Linked DNA regions of Macaca mulatta: region 2 is linked to region 1. Evidence: chromatin contacts called from public Hi-C data. All regions are on one chromosome and are shown on one strand. The core of a region is the stretch at or near the end of the contact, and the rest is flanking DNA. Distances in the headings are between cores, read along the strand shown. Region 1 holds the start of SLC27A3 (solute carrier family 27 member 3). Region 2 holds the start of NPR1 (natriuretic peptide receptor 1).

Region 1 (5,852 bases), core at 885-3,384:
GCCATTGTAGAGCTCCTGGTGAGTAGGGCTCTGCCCCATCCGTCCTCTAGATTATCTACCCTGGAGGACTCACACCACAGTAGGTGCTTAATAAATGTCTGCTGGATGAATTAATGAAGGTGGGGTTGGGGAGACTGACCAATGCCCAAGCAGCCCACAACGCCCAGCAGGGAGCCGGACATATGGTAGAGTGGGAGGGCGAGGTAGATCACATCTTCCTGGTGGACACCACACAGCTGGTAGAAGCCCTGGCATTGCAGGATCTTCAGATGACTGATCCGAGCAGCCTTGGGGAGGCCTGTGGGGTGGCAGTTGTGGGGCGATCAGGGGAAGGGTGGACTCCAAGCTCTACCTATCTGTTTGCACCCCCACTGGGTTTCCCACAGAAAGAGGCGGATGCAGGACGGAAGCTGAGGATGGAGACCAGGCTGTCCTGGAAATCTGGGTGGTCTGGGGGAGGTGGAGAAATGAGTAGGAGGTGAAGGGACTGGGGAGTGAAATGATGAAGAGAAAAAGGAAGTGCCAATGAAACCAGCATCCTGTCTGGGGGCTTTGAAGGAGTGGTCTGGGAGCTGAGGAGGTCCCAGTCTCTGTTCCCAGAACCCTGCCTTCCTCTGCCTTAGTTTCGGGGAGCTAAGTATGGTGCCCGGCTCTCACCCGTGGTGCCAGAGGTAAAGATGTACAGGCACGTGTCTGTTATGCTCTGGGGGGAAGAGAGGTATCCTGGCACTGGCCCATCCACTTCAGCGGACACTTCAGCCAGCAAATCGCTAATTCCAGCAGGGTGGGTTCCTGGGCCTGCAGCCCACAGGTGAAGCCCCATGCCTCTCAGGGCGGGCAGGTCCGGCTCCAGGGACTCCAGAAACTCTGGAAGGGTGGGAAAGCACAGCGCCGGGGCCCTGGCTCTACCTAGAAGAGCCTATGACCCATGTCTCCTCCCCATCCCAGCCCACACTGCTCTTGGGTGAGGGTGAAGGGTATGGACATTCCATCTTGGGTCTGAGGCCTGGAACTCGACTCCTTGGGGATACTTGGGGCACCAAAGATTCAGTCTCATCCCTTTGCAAACCCGGAGACTCCTAGCTCCACTCACTTTCGAACCCCAAGGGATAGTCGGCTTCTTCCCAGGCCCAGGGATGAATCCAAGCCCTTCTGCGGTCCCCGACACGCCCCCTTCTGTGGCTGGCCGCGCCTTAGTTAGTTCGGCGCTCCAGCCTTACCTGGCGCCAGCACCAGCGCGCGCGCGCCGCAGCTGCGGAGGCAGTGCAGCAGGGGGCCCCGGCGCAGGGCGGTGGGCACAAAGGCCGTGCGCAGGCCGGCCTTGGCCAGCCCGAACCAGAGCCACAGAAACTCCGGGCCGGCGGGGAGGAGCAGCGCCACGGTTGCTCCAGGTGCCAGAAGGGCGGCGGCTCCTCCACCTCTGGCCGCACCGTTCCCTCCAGCAAGCCCCGCGCCGCTTCCGGCCGCTGCATCTCCGGCGCCCGGCGCCGCTCGCTCGCCTTCTCCAGCGCTCCCCGCGCCACTGTCGCTGCCGCCAGGTCCCCCGTCCCAGCCTAGCGCACGTAGGAAGGCGCGTGCAGCCCTGTTACTCTCGCGCTCCGCCTCCGAGTAGCTAAAGCGCCGCGAGCCGTGAATGAGAAAGGTGTGCGCGGGGCGCTGCCGGGCTAGTTCCGCGAGGCGCCAGGCCAGGCTGCAGCCCCCCTCGGGACTTTCCGGGTCGGCGGCAGCCGCGGCCAGGGCGCGAGCTCGAAGAGCCCTTTTGCAGCGCAGGGCGCGCAGCGCGAAGGCCAAGTCCGCCGGGAGCCAGCGCAATTGCGGCCAGAGGTGTAGCTTCAGCAGCAGCAGCGGTAGCAACAGCAGCAGGGGCAGCAGCAGGAGGGCAGCCATGGAGCCCGCTTCTTCCGTCGGCACCGTCTGGTTCCAGCCGCTAGCAAACATCCCTGTTCCTCCCTCCCGAAAACCCAGGGCCTCTCGTTCTAGCTGAGACCTCTCCTTCCCGTGAGCGCGCCTGCGCTGGCACACGCCCCTTCCCACCCAAGCCCCCACCACTCCCCACGGGCGGAGAGCAGAAACCCGGGAGGAGTGCGGGTGTGGGGCGGCCCCGGACTCCCAGCCCTCCCCACAGCCTACGCTCCGCCCTAGGCGCGCTCCCTCCCGGACTGCTCGCGGCTCGCATCCTACCAGGTCCGGGGCGGTGCTCGCGCCTTCCCTCAATCCCAGGGTTATGTCTGTCTTCTAAGTTCTTTCTCGGCTTGGGCGGTTTAGGCATCTGGCTAAGCTCTAGAGTCCAGGCCTGACAGCCAGGGCTTTTGGATCGCAGTCCATCTTCCCCTCAATGTTTCTCATTTTCCCGTGAAGGGAAGGTACCATTGCTCTCTCCCAAAAGAATGAAGAACTTGGCCCCTGGCCCATTTGGTTCTGCAAGTCCCAGCAGGATAGGCAGGCCCATCCCCTCCTGCCAGCCGCAACCCCAGGGGATGGGTGGGGGCTGAGAGTTAAAATAGGGGAAAGGTGGAAACCCAGACTGCCAGATTTCTGAGGGACCACGATAGAGGCCCCTCCCTTTGGGCAAGGGTACAATAATTGGGGCCAGTCAGCAAATGCTCTCCATTCTGGTTTTAATTGGGGCAGAGGAAACTGGGGAAGGAGAGAGGAAGGAAAAAGGCCTCTGGTGGTTTAGACTTTCAAAGGAAGGAACAGCAGTGATGAGAGAGGGAAGAACCTGGATTCTGTAAAAAGACAAATTTTCAGGGTGAAGAGGAGCAGCTCTGTGCAGTTCACCCAAACTTCACTCCTCAGTCCGCCTCCATTCTCCCTGGACAGCGGGGGAACAATAGCATAGCCAAAGAACTCTCCTCTGCTGGTTCACATGGCCCAGCAAAGTGGCCAGACTGTGGAAGGAAGAGCATCTCTATCCCTCCCTGGTATCCGGACTTCATCTCCAGATACAGTTGTCCCTGGAGACTAAGCTGGAGTATCCCTCCCGTCAAGCAGGGAGTCCTCCGGCAGTTGTTGGTAGGCACACAGACTTCAACTGGAGGATGACAGACCTTTTGGAAGCCTCATTTCTTGAGAAATGAGAAAGGAAAGGCCTCATCCTACAGGGGATGGTTCTGCATAGATAGGTCAGCGCCTGGCTCCCACCTCCAGTGGTAGCAGGAAGGATGGGTAGGGGCCAAAGCCAAGTCCCTTCTGCTCTAGGCAAAAGTGGGGGCAGAACAGGAAGGGAAAGGGGGTTGTTCTGAGGTTACAAGTAGCGATGCCAATCAAATCAAGACCAAGCTATACATGCACGGGCAAACGCCAGCAGACACTCCAGCACAAAAGACATTCTGGCTTGTTTTATTGTCATTTAAAAACAACTTTTAAGACACGATTATCTCTGCCAAAAACAAACAAACAAAAAAAACCAAAAAACCCAGATTCAAGGAAATGGGATCATTTGACAGTTCTGTGAAACTTGCCTCTGGGACTCCCTGGACTCTGGTGTAGCTTGAGGTGCCAACCTCAGGCCAACCTAAGCCTCCAGGGCACACCACATGGGGCTGTGGCCACCCTTTCAGACTCCTTTCTGAATGCTTGCAGCATCTGCCCCATGATTAGGAATGGACACCCTGACCACGTCACAGATAGCCCATTTCACACTGGCATGTGGATAGTGACTATAAAACACCCCTTCAGAACAAACCAAGACCCGAAGGGGGAAGCGGGAAGGGACACCCACACACTGAGTCTCTGCTCTTATCCCAGCTTCTCTGGCCAGCTGCCCCTTTGTCATTTCCCTTCTTTGTTGCAATGGCTCCTTGGGAGACTGGGGGAGGAGACTGGGGAAGGGGCCTGGGGGCTGAGGACTTCCACTATGGCCTGATTTTACAGAGCCTCTGGCTTCAGTCAGATCCCAAATATCACTGGGAACAGCAGTGTGAGGGGCTGGAAGCCCCAGGAGGGAAGGGGCTAGGGGCTGCATGGCAGCTTCTCAAACTCAGCCAGAGGAGAAAGCTCCTCCCTTCCACCGGGGGAGCTTGGGGATGCGGCAAGGGTGTTTCCCCTGCAATCTCCCCAGCCTCTATTAACCTTTGAATCACCAAGGAGGAGAAAGCAATCCAGCTGGGGTTGGGATGGGGAATGCAGGGCCTCAGTCACTGTCAGAGCCCACTGCAGAGGACCCTTTTCGTTTCCGCTTGGTAGGCTTCGGTTTCGTGTCTTCCTCCTCCTGGAAGAGATGGGCGGGGAAATGGGAAGTTACCAGCCTGGGCAGCTGCTGGTGCCGACTCCACCTGCACCCAGTGCTCCTTTTCCCCCTGTGCACTGGCTGGGCTCTCACCGAAGCACTGCTGGAGCCTGACTCTTCTTCAGCATTGGGGGGCTGTGTGGCATTCTTACGACTTCGAGGGCTGGACAGAGCTGCTTTTCGCCGGCTCTTGGGTGGCTTGGTGGAAGAGTCCTCATATTCCTCCGCCAGGGAGAAGAGATCACTGAACCTAAGGAAAAGGAGCAGGAGCTCTGAGTGGGAGCCTGCTGCTCCTACGGCACCTCCCATCCTCTTCTCTGCCCCCAGGCCTAGGCCTCTTTTTCTTCAACCCTGGACCCTAAGGTCTTGCTGGCCATTACGTTTATGTCCCTAGCAGGCTTCCTCTCCCTTAGGCTTTTCCCCTACTACTTTCCAAGGCCCAAAGTGGCAGGAGCCTCACTTCATCTTGTGGGCTTCGTCACAGCTCGCCTGGACATGCTGCAGCGCCTGGAGAATTGGGGTCTGGCTAAAAACTAGAGGAAGAAAAGGGAGAGCAGGGAAGGAAAAACAATCAGATGTCTGGGAGCTTATTAAACAGCACCCAAAGGTTGTTTTATCCCCAGTGTGGGTTGTGGCCCCGAGTGTCCTGCCCCTGCCCCCAGCCTGGCTCCAGGCATAGTCTGGGCCAGGGCAGCACCGTCTACACTGGACGCCGAGGGTGGAAGCCATACAGTTCTGCTTGGTGTTGGTCAGGTTGAGCCGCAGGTTGTCCAAGTGCTCCAGGATCTGCTCCAGAGTCAGCTGGGCCAGCTTGCTGCTAGAGCTCCTCAGGCTGTGCAGGAATCACCAGAGCCAGAGTCTGAGTGCGGGAGGGTTCCAGAGTGCAAGACACCCTCCACCCGCCAGGGCCCCCTTAAGACAGAGGCAGCCTACATGGGGAGCAGAACAGGCAGGCTGGGAGGGCTGGGGTCAGGTGAGAAAGGTGTGCCTAGAGCAGGGGATCCTGGCCACAGGGGCACTGGAAGATGGGGAGAAGGGGCCACAGTGGTCTCGCATGCCATGTGGCTTCGGACCACTAGATGTCGCCCACAAACCAGGCTGGGACAGCACCAGCCCCCACCACCACCGGGCAGCAGTCACTGCAGACCGCCATGGCCTGGAGGGTAGACAGGGACCGTGTCCCACCTCTGTCTCTTGCGAGGCAGGCTGTTGTTCTTGATGAGCAGGGACTTGATGTGCTCGGCCAGCAGCTCGTCATGTTTCATGCACCAGTGCCGCAGGATGCTGGTGGTGAACTGGTCGTCAGGATGGCAGGGCCGGCTCAGCACCATCTTCACCATCTCCTCACTGGGCCTGGGGGAGGAAGGGGGTACTGGGTGCTGCTTGCACAGTGGCCACAGGGCATGCTGGGTCTCTCCCACTGATTTCCCAAACCCCGGCCTCCCTACCCACCCACTACTCTCACATCCCTCTCCCTCTTCTCCTTAGGCCAAGGAATGCCTGGTTTCATCCTCTGTGGAAGCCAGGAGAGGAGAAGTGAGATTCTTCACTTGCTGTAGTAGGAGAAGGTGTGTGCGTGTGTGTGTTGGGAAGGAGAACCCTCAGTTCTCCTCTTCCTCCC
Region 2 (6,417 bases), core at 3,614-6,113, 98 kb after region 1:
TCCTCAGGCATGGGGCTCCCCAAGTGTGATGCCTGTGGGTCCCTATCATTCTGGTGGCTTCCCCAGACTGGAGCTGGGTCTGTTTTATCCAGGGCTCTCGTAAGTGTCCAGGCACGGTAGAATGGCTACAGGATAAACAGGTGCCCTGGCAGGGCTGTGGGGAGGGAAGTGGGAGGGTGAGATGTCATTTGGAATTGGCACTGACTTCTGGGTGCACAAACTTACCCTGAAGGCACCAGTCTTGGGATCCATATCCCAGAGGGAGAAGTCTGTTTCCCGATCGCCACTGCTATCAATTTTTAGGTATCCTGTCACACCTGAGGACATGGGGGAAGACGATTATGTTTGAGAGAATGGAAGTTCAGGGGTGCCCCACTTCATCTCTTCATCCTCTAATCTTTTTTGTCTTGCCTTCCAAACATATATGTATACAGAATGATAGTAAATGGTAAAAGGGCTGGGCACTGTGGCTCACACTTGTAATCCCAGCACTTTGGGAGGCTGAGGTGGGCAGATCACCTGAGGTCAGGGGCTCAAGACCAGCCTGACCAACGTGGTGAAACCCTGTCTCTACTAAAAAAAGAAAAAAGAAAAAAAAAATTAGACAGGCATTGGGGGAGGGCACCTGTAATCCCAGCTACTCAAGAGGCTGAGGCAGGAGAATCGCTTGAACCTGGGAGGTGGAGGTTGAAGCGAGCTGAGATCGCACCACTGCCCTCCAGTCTTGGGGACAGAGTAAGACTCCATCTCAAAAAAAAAAAAAAAAAAAAAAAAAGTAAAAGAATTCAGTGCCCAGCAGGGATGATTGAGATTGGACACTTAGTAGGACTTCTGAGGGATGGGCCTGAATAAAAGCTGTGGAGGAAAAGGCTGGTGTGCATAGGTAACTGTGCTGCAGGGCAATAGGCTTCTCATGGCTTTACACTGGGCACCTGGGATTCATCCCCCAAGGCAGCCCATTCCAACCACCTCCAGGCCCTGACCTTGAAAGCTTCGGTTCCACATCCGCTGAGTGATGTTCTCCCCATCAGTAACAGTTCCCCCATGTGCCAGAGTCTCCGTCACTGCCTGGATATAGAGCAGGAGCCCATCGTGGAAGGATGCTGGGATGGTGTTCACCTGTAGGGGCAAACAGAGGTTGGCTGGGGTGGGTGTATGAAGGGTATGGAGGTGGGAGCTGTGGGGAAGGGAACGAGAGGCACTGGGATTTTGGAAGAGGATGGGAGAAAATAACACCGCTACATCACAGGGAGATTTTACTATTTAAATGATGTCTTTGGATTAGCATCACGTCCTGAATCCTGCTAGGTAGACAGGGCATGATGTATCGTCTCCATATTACTGATGATGACCTGAGTTTCAGAGGCTGAACTTGCCAGTGTCCTCCTCCATCATCTCGAGAGACATGGAACAATGGGAAGGGAGGGAAGGGGAGAACTGGGAATAGGGAAGGATGGAGGCTGGCAGAGGGTCATGGAGTGGGGGCTGGAGGTCCACGCTGGAGGGTCCCGGGACCCCTTCTTACCAGGCCATCCTCCATGGTGAAGTTGAACTGCTCACGAGCCAGGTGTTTTAGCTGCTTCAGGAATTCCAAGTACTCGGGATTATCTGGCTCTTTATATGTAATGATTTTGGCAGCCTGAGGAAGGTGTCAGTGGAGGGCAGAGAGTTGGGAGCTGACTCTATCCCCTCAGTACTGTGGGGCCCCAACAGTCGGGAGCCCACCTCCCAGAGCTGCATCTCTGCTTAGCTCAAGGTCAAACTGGACCCTATGCCCTGCATGAAGTGATGCCCACTCCAAAGCAGAGGATCCAATGGGATGGCTTCTCCAAGTCCTGTCCAAGCTGTGGGACTTTATCCTCCTCCCGCCTCAAGCCATGTTCTTATATTTTTAGCCTGCTGGTGCCAAAGCGCCCCTGTGCAGTCCCCTGCCCTTCATTGCTTAATTCCCAGTGAGCATCACCAACCTCTTCTGTTCTGTGAGTTACCAGGAGTGCATAAAGAAACAAACAGACAAAAACTTCTTTTCTGGAATTCTTTCAGACGCTGAGGGACACAGTGCCCAGAAATTATGTGCCACAAGCTGAGACAGCCTGGGCTTCAAACCTAGGTACTCACTTGAAAGGCCTGGCGGGCACTGACATCCTGTCCATCCCCTCTCTCCCAGGGCCTGCGGGGAGCAGGGCCCTGTCCACCTTGCAGGCTTTGCCCAAAGATATCCAGGTGGAAGAAAACGTAGTCCTCCCCACACAAGCCAGCTTCCAGGGCCAGGAGCATCAGGGTTCTGAAGGCGTCAGGGGAGCTGCAGATGTAGATAACTGGAGAAAAAGACGGGGAGTCAGAGGGAGAAGCCTAGGTACTGCGGGAGAGACAGGAGTAGGAAAGCTGGGGCATCCAGGGTAGGAAGTTTAGAGATAGGGGGCAGGAGAGACCCGGTGAGAGTTAAGCGGTAACTCCCGGCTCAGCCTAGGCCACAGCAGGAGATAGACGAAGGGTGGAAGGAGAGGCGGGGCGTGGGGGGCGGGGGGGGCGGGGAGGAAAGAGGGGAGGAGGGGGCGGAAGCGAGGAAGGAACAGGTAGGGAGAGCGGGATAGTGGAGCTGAAGGTGGAGAAGGGTGGGGCCAGGAGGGCGAGAAGAGTGAGGGAGGGGGAGAAGAGAGGGGATAAGGAGCAATGGGAGGAGAGGATGAAAGAGGGGAGAAGGCTATAGGGAAGAGAGAAAATGCAGGAGGAAAAAAGGGACCGGAACCGAGCTGTACTAGGGTGGGAGGGAGTGAGTGGGGGTCGGCGAGGTGAGAGGATAGAGATGTGGTGAGGGTGGCGGAAGAAGAGAGGGAAATAGAAACTCAGCTGTACAAAGGACCGTGGAGCTGAGAGTGGAATGAAGAACGGCGAGGAGAAAGAAGAGTACCCCCAGACAAGAGAGGAAGTCCCGATGCCTCCGGCCGGTCAGAGGGGAAGCCCTGCAGCTAAGCTGCGGGACGGGGTGTGCCAGCGTCTCACCTCGGCCTTTGCGCGGCATGGTCCGCAGCAGCCTGGTGTAGTGGCTGAGGTCGTCCTCGGCGAACTCTAGGTGGTCCACCGTAATATTGAGGCGGTCGCGGACCCGCATGAACAGCCCCTCCACGAGGAAGAAGCAGTGTTCTTCGTCACCCGGCCGGTAAGCGTAGAGCATGAGCGCTTGGCGCTCCCAGCCCAGCCGTCGGTGCAGCGCCGCCACGAAGTCCCCCAGCTTGGCGTAGCTGGGCCCCGCGCGGGTGGTCAGCGCATACTCGTCCTTGACACCGAAGCCCAGCGCCGGGGCGCCGGCAGTCAGCAGCGGGACCCGCCAGTGCGCGGTGAAGCGCCCCACCGGGGCGGCGGCGTACACGCAGCCCGGGCCCAGGAACGCGGCGGGGTTGTGCTCCCACTTGAGGTCCACCGCGGCCAGGGGCGCTGCGGTGTCGGAGCAGACGCCCAGCGCGTTCTCGCTGCTACCCAGCACCGTGCGGACCGTCCAGCCCGGCAGCAAGTCGGGGCGCGCCTTCACCCGGGCCAGGGCCAGCTCCACGGCGGGTCCCACGCGCGCCCACGACCATGGGTACGAGGTATTGGCCAGCGGCAGTACCACGGCTACCGTCAGGTTGCCCGCGTGGCTGCCCCGGAGCAGCAGCAGCAGCGGCGGCAGCAGCAGGAGCAGGAGCAGGCGCAGGCGGGAGCCGGCGGGGCGCCGGGGCCCCGGCATGGTCTCAGCGGGCACCGCAGCGGGCGAGCGCTCCCACCATGGCCTTCTCGGTCCCCACCGGCTCAGCGGCCGGTCCCAGGCATCAGGCGCGTCCCTATGGGAAGGAGCAGGAGCGGGAAGGGGGCGCTCACCCCGGGGCTCGAGGCCCCCTGTAGCTGCGACGGTCTGGGCCGAGAGCGCAAGGGGCGCGACGGAGGGAGGCGCGCAGGGCGCCGCAGAGCAGGTGGGTGCCAGGAGAACGTCGGACCGGAGAGGACCCGAGTGTGAACAACTGGGCGTGTGCGTGCGTGTTAGAGAGAGAGAGTGAGAGAGAGAGAGAAAGGGTGCGAGCGAGCGCTTCGTGAAGAAGGATGGGAGAGGGCGCGCAAGGGAGGAAAGAGGAGTGTGTGTTTGTAGCGTGCGTGTGCGCCTGCCCCAGGGAGTGTGCCAGAAGGGGCGTCCGGCCGGCCCAAGTCTCCAGCTATCCGGAGGGAACCGTGGAGGACCCGAGCCAAGCTCCGAACCCTCCCTCCCAGCCGCTTCCCCTCCCAGACTCAGTGACTGAAGAGCCAATCCTGGATCTTTAACTCCTTCCTCCCCGCCGCACAGCCCGCGCGCTTCCCGGTGGACCATCTTCCCGGGTCTCGGCCGCCCCACGCCTACCTCCTTGGAGGACAGGACCTTCTGAAGGCGCGCCGTCGCCGGAATGGAAAGGAGGGCTGAACGGAGGGTGTGTGTGGAAGCAACCGGGGCCCGCTTGCGCCCCACCTTTTCCCTCACCCCACCTTTTCCCTCACCCCACCTTTTCCCTCGCCCCCTACCTGGTCTTATGGGGGAAGAGTGAAAGGTGTGCTGGTTTGGGATCCTGGCAGGAAACTGTGTGAGTGCGTGGATGTGTGTGTTTGGGAGTGGGGTGACGGGTTTCTGGAAAGTCTGTTAAAGTTGAAGGCGAGCCCAGAGTGCTTGTTACCCAGTCCTTCTATGATCCCCCTCTCTTTCCCTCCGTGCCACCTTCCAGATTGTGCAGATTAGCTGTGAAAAATAATCTGGTGTCAGGGCGGAATTAAATCTTTAGCGCCCAAATTGTAGGAAGATGGGGAGAGTGGGTAGGTGGCTGGGAGGGAAGAAGTTCACACCTCAGGGCCGCCCCAAGAAAATGACTGTTTTGTGTTGAGGGTTGTTAAAATGAAGGCTATGGAAGATGTTGTTGGAAATGACCATTGAAGGCGTTAAGTTGCGGGAGTGGGTTTTGGAGCACTTGACAGCTGGGCCCCCGGTGCAGACTGCTGTGGAATCAGTGTGCCCTCTAATGGTTATCAGGGGTCATTGACGGCATTGCAGCGCCAACCTCTCCAACGCTGCGCCTAAGCAGGACATGTAAGATCACCAAACTTGAGGTCAGCAAATATTTCCAGAGAACCCTTGGTGCGTCAAGCACGCACTAGGTGCCGAGGGCTTAAAGATGAATATATATAGTCCGTGCCTTTGAGGAACTCTATTTGGGACGAATAACCGTAATGCAACATGCATTAAGCACTACACGGGAGACATGGATAAACTGCTAAAGGACTCAGTGAGGGCTATTCATTCTGCTTGGATTGGGGCCAGAAAATCTCCAAAGAGAAATAATTCAAGAGGACAGAAGGATGAGAAAGGTATTCTGTGTAGACAGAGCAGAATTTTGAAGTATATTTCCTATATATGGAATTTTAGGAGACTTGAATATTCTTATTATCTGGAGCAAATTGTGGTCGATAGGCCAACTTGAGATGGTAGGCATGCTTTGGTTTGCATTCTCTCTGTGTATATTGTTTTTAATTCCCCACACTTAAAAATCATAAGATGGGGCCGGGCAAGGTGGTTCAAGCCTTTAATCCCAGCACTTTGGGAGCCAGGGTGGGTGGATCACGAGGTCAGGAGTTCAAGACCAGCCTGGCCAAGATGGTGAAACCCCGTCTCTACTAAAAATACAAAAATTAGCTGGACATGGTGGTGGTCACCTGTAATCTCAGCTACTTGGGAGGCTGAGGTAGAGAATTGCTTGAACCCGGGAGACAGAGGTTGCAGTGAGCCAAGATTGCGCCACTGCACTCCAGCCTAGGCAACAGAACAAGACTCCGTCTCCAAAAAAAAAAAAAAAAAAGTCATAAGATGGCACATAAATATTTGGATTTCTGACTTTTTTTTTTATTCCAAATATGGAGGTCTTTCTATGTTGCCCAGGCTGGTCTTGAACTCCTAGGCTCAAGTGATCCTCTTGCATTGGCCTCCTAATATTCCTGGATAACATGTGTGAGCCACCAGGCCCAACCTGGATTTCTGACTTTTCCTAAAATATTGGAAGAGCTGGCAATATATTGTCCTGCATCCCTCCATGAGCAACCGACCAGAACAAGTATCCATTATCTCCTTGAAATGAGTCTAGTTCATCATGGTTCCTAGGCACCCTGCTTCATTCAGGTGCATTACCTGCCTGGCTGTAGTAGGAGTCTGTGTTTTCAGCCCTGATCTTGGATGTAAGGTGTCTGTATGTAGGATGACTGAGGAAAAGAGGCAGGGCAAAGGGCAATGGAGGGAAGATTATGAAAGCTTTTGTGTGACAGGCATAATGTTCTTGTCCTGTGATGGAGATGGCGGGTTCCAGAGATTGTAGAGGTAGACAGCAGTTGGAGATGGGGAGATGTTTTGTAAGTAGAATCAGTTGAACTTTGGGA

Evidence for each region. Hi-C and Micro-C count contacts between places; a contact is called where the count stands out from the background.
Region 2: a contact with region 1 is called in a Hi-C map of fetal cortical plate, with 2.4 times the contacts expected there. The contact joins the promoter of NPR1 here to the promoter of SLC27A3 in region 1. A contact is called at or near these places in 3 of 14 Hi-C or Micro-C datasets (blood, fetal cortex germinal zone and fetal cortical plate).

What each region holds. Positions count from the first base shown.
Region 1 is chr1:113,262,286-113,268,137 of T2T-MMU8v2.0, forward strand. It overlaps SLC27A3 (solute carrier family 27 member 3), which reads right to left and starts at 2,135. Exons shown (of 10, transcript XM_015109681.3): 1 at 1,221-2,135; 2 at 658-867; 3 at 140-298. The coding sequence starts at 1,938. INTS3 (integrator complex subunit 3) reads right to left here. Exons shown (of 31, transcript XM_077945619.1): 27 at 5,417-5,584; 28 at 4,963-5,063; 29 at 4,692-4,764; 30 at 4,325-4,481; 31 at 3,327-4,213. The coding sequence ends at 4,136.
Region 2 is chr1:113,357,768-113,364,184 of T2T-MMU8v2.0, forward strand. NPR1 (natriuretic peptide receptor 1) reads right to left here and starts at 4,864. Exons shown (of 24, transcript XM_077945580.1): 1 at 4,525-4,864; 2 at 4,367-4,422; 3 at 3,004-3,818; 4 at 2,119-2,318; 5 at 1,526-1,639; 6 at 984-1,119; 7 at 226-317. The coding sequence starts at 3,724.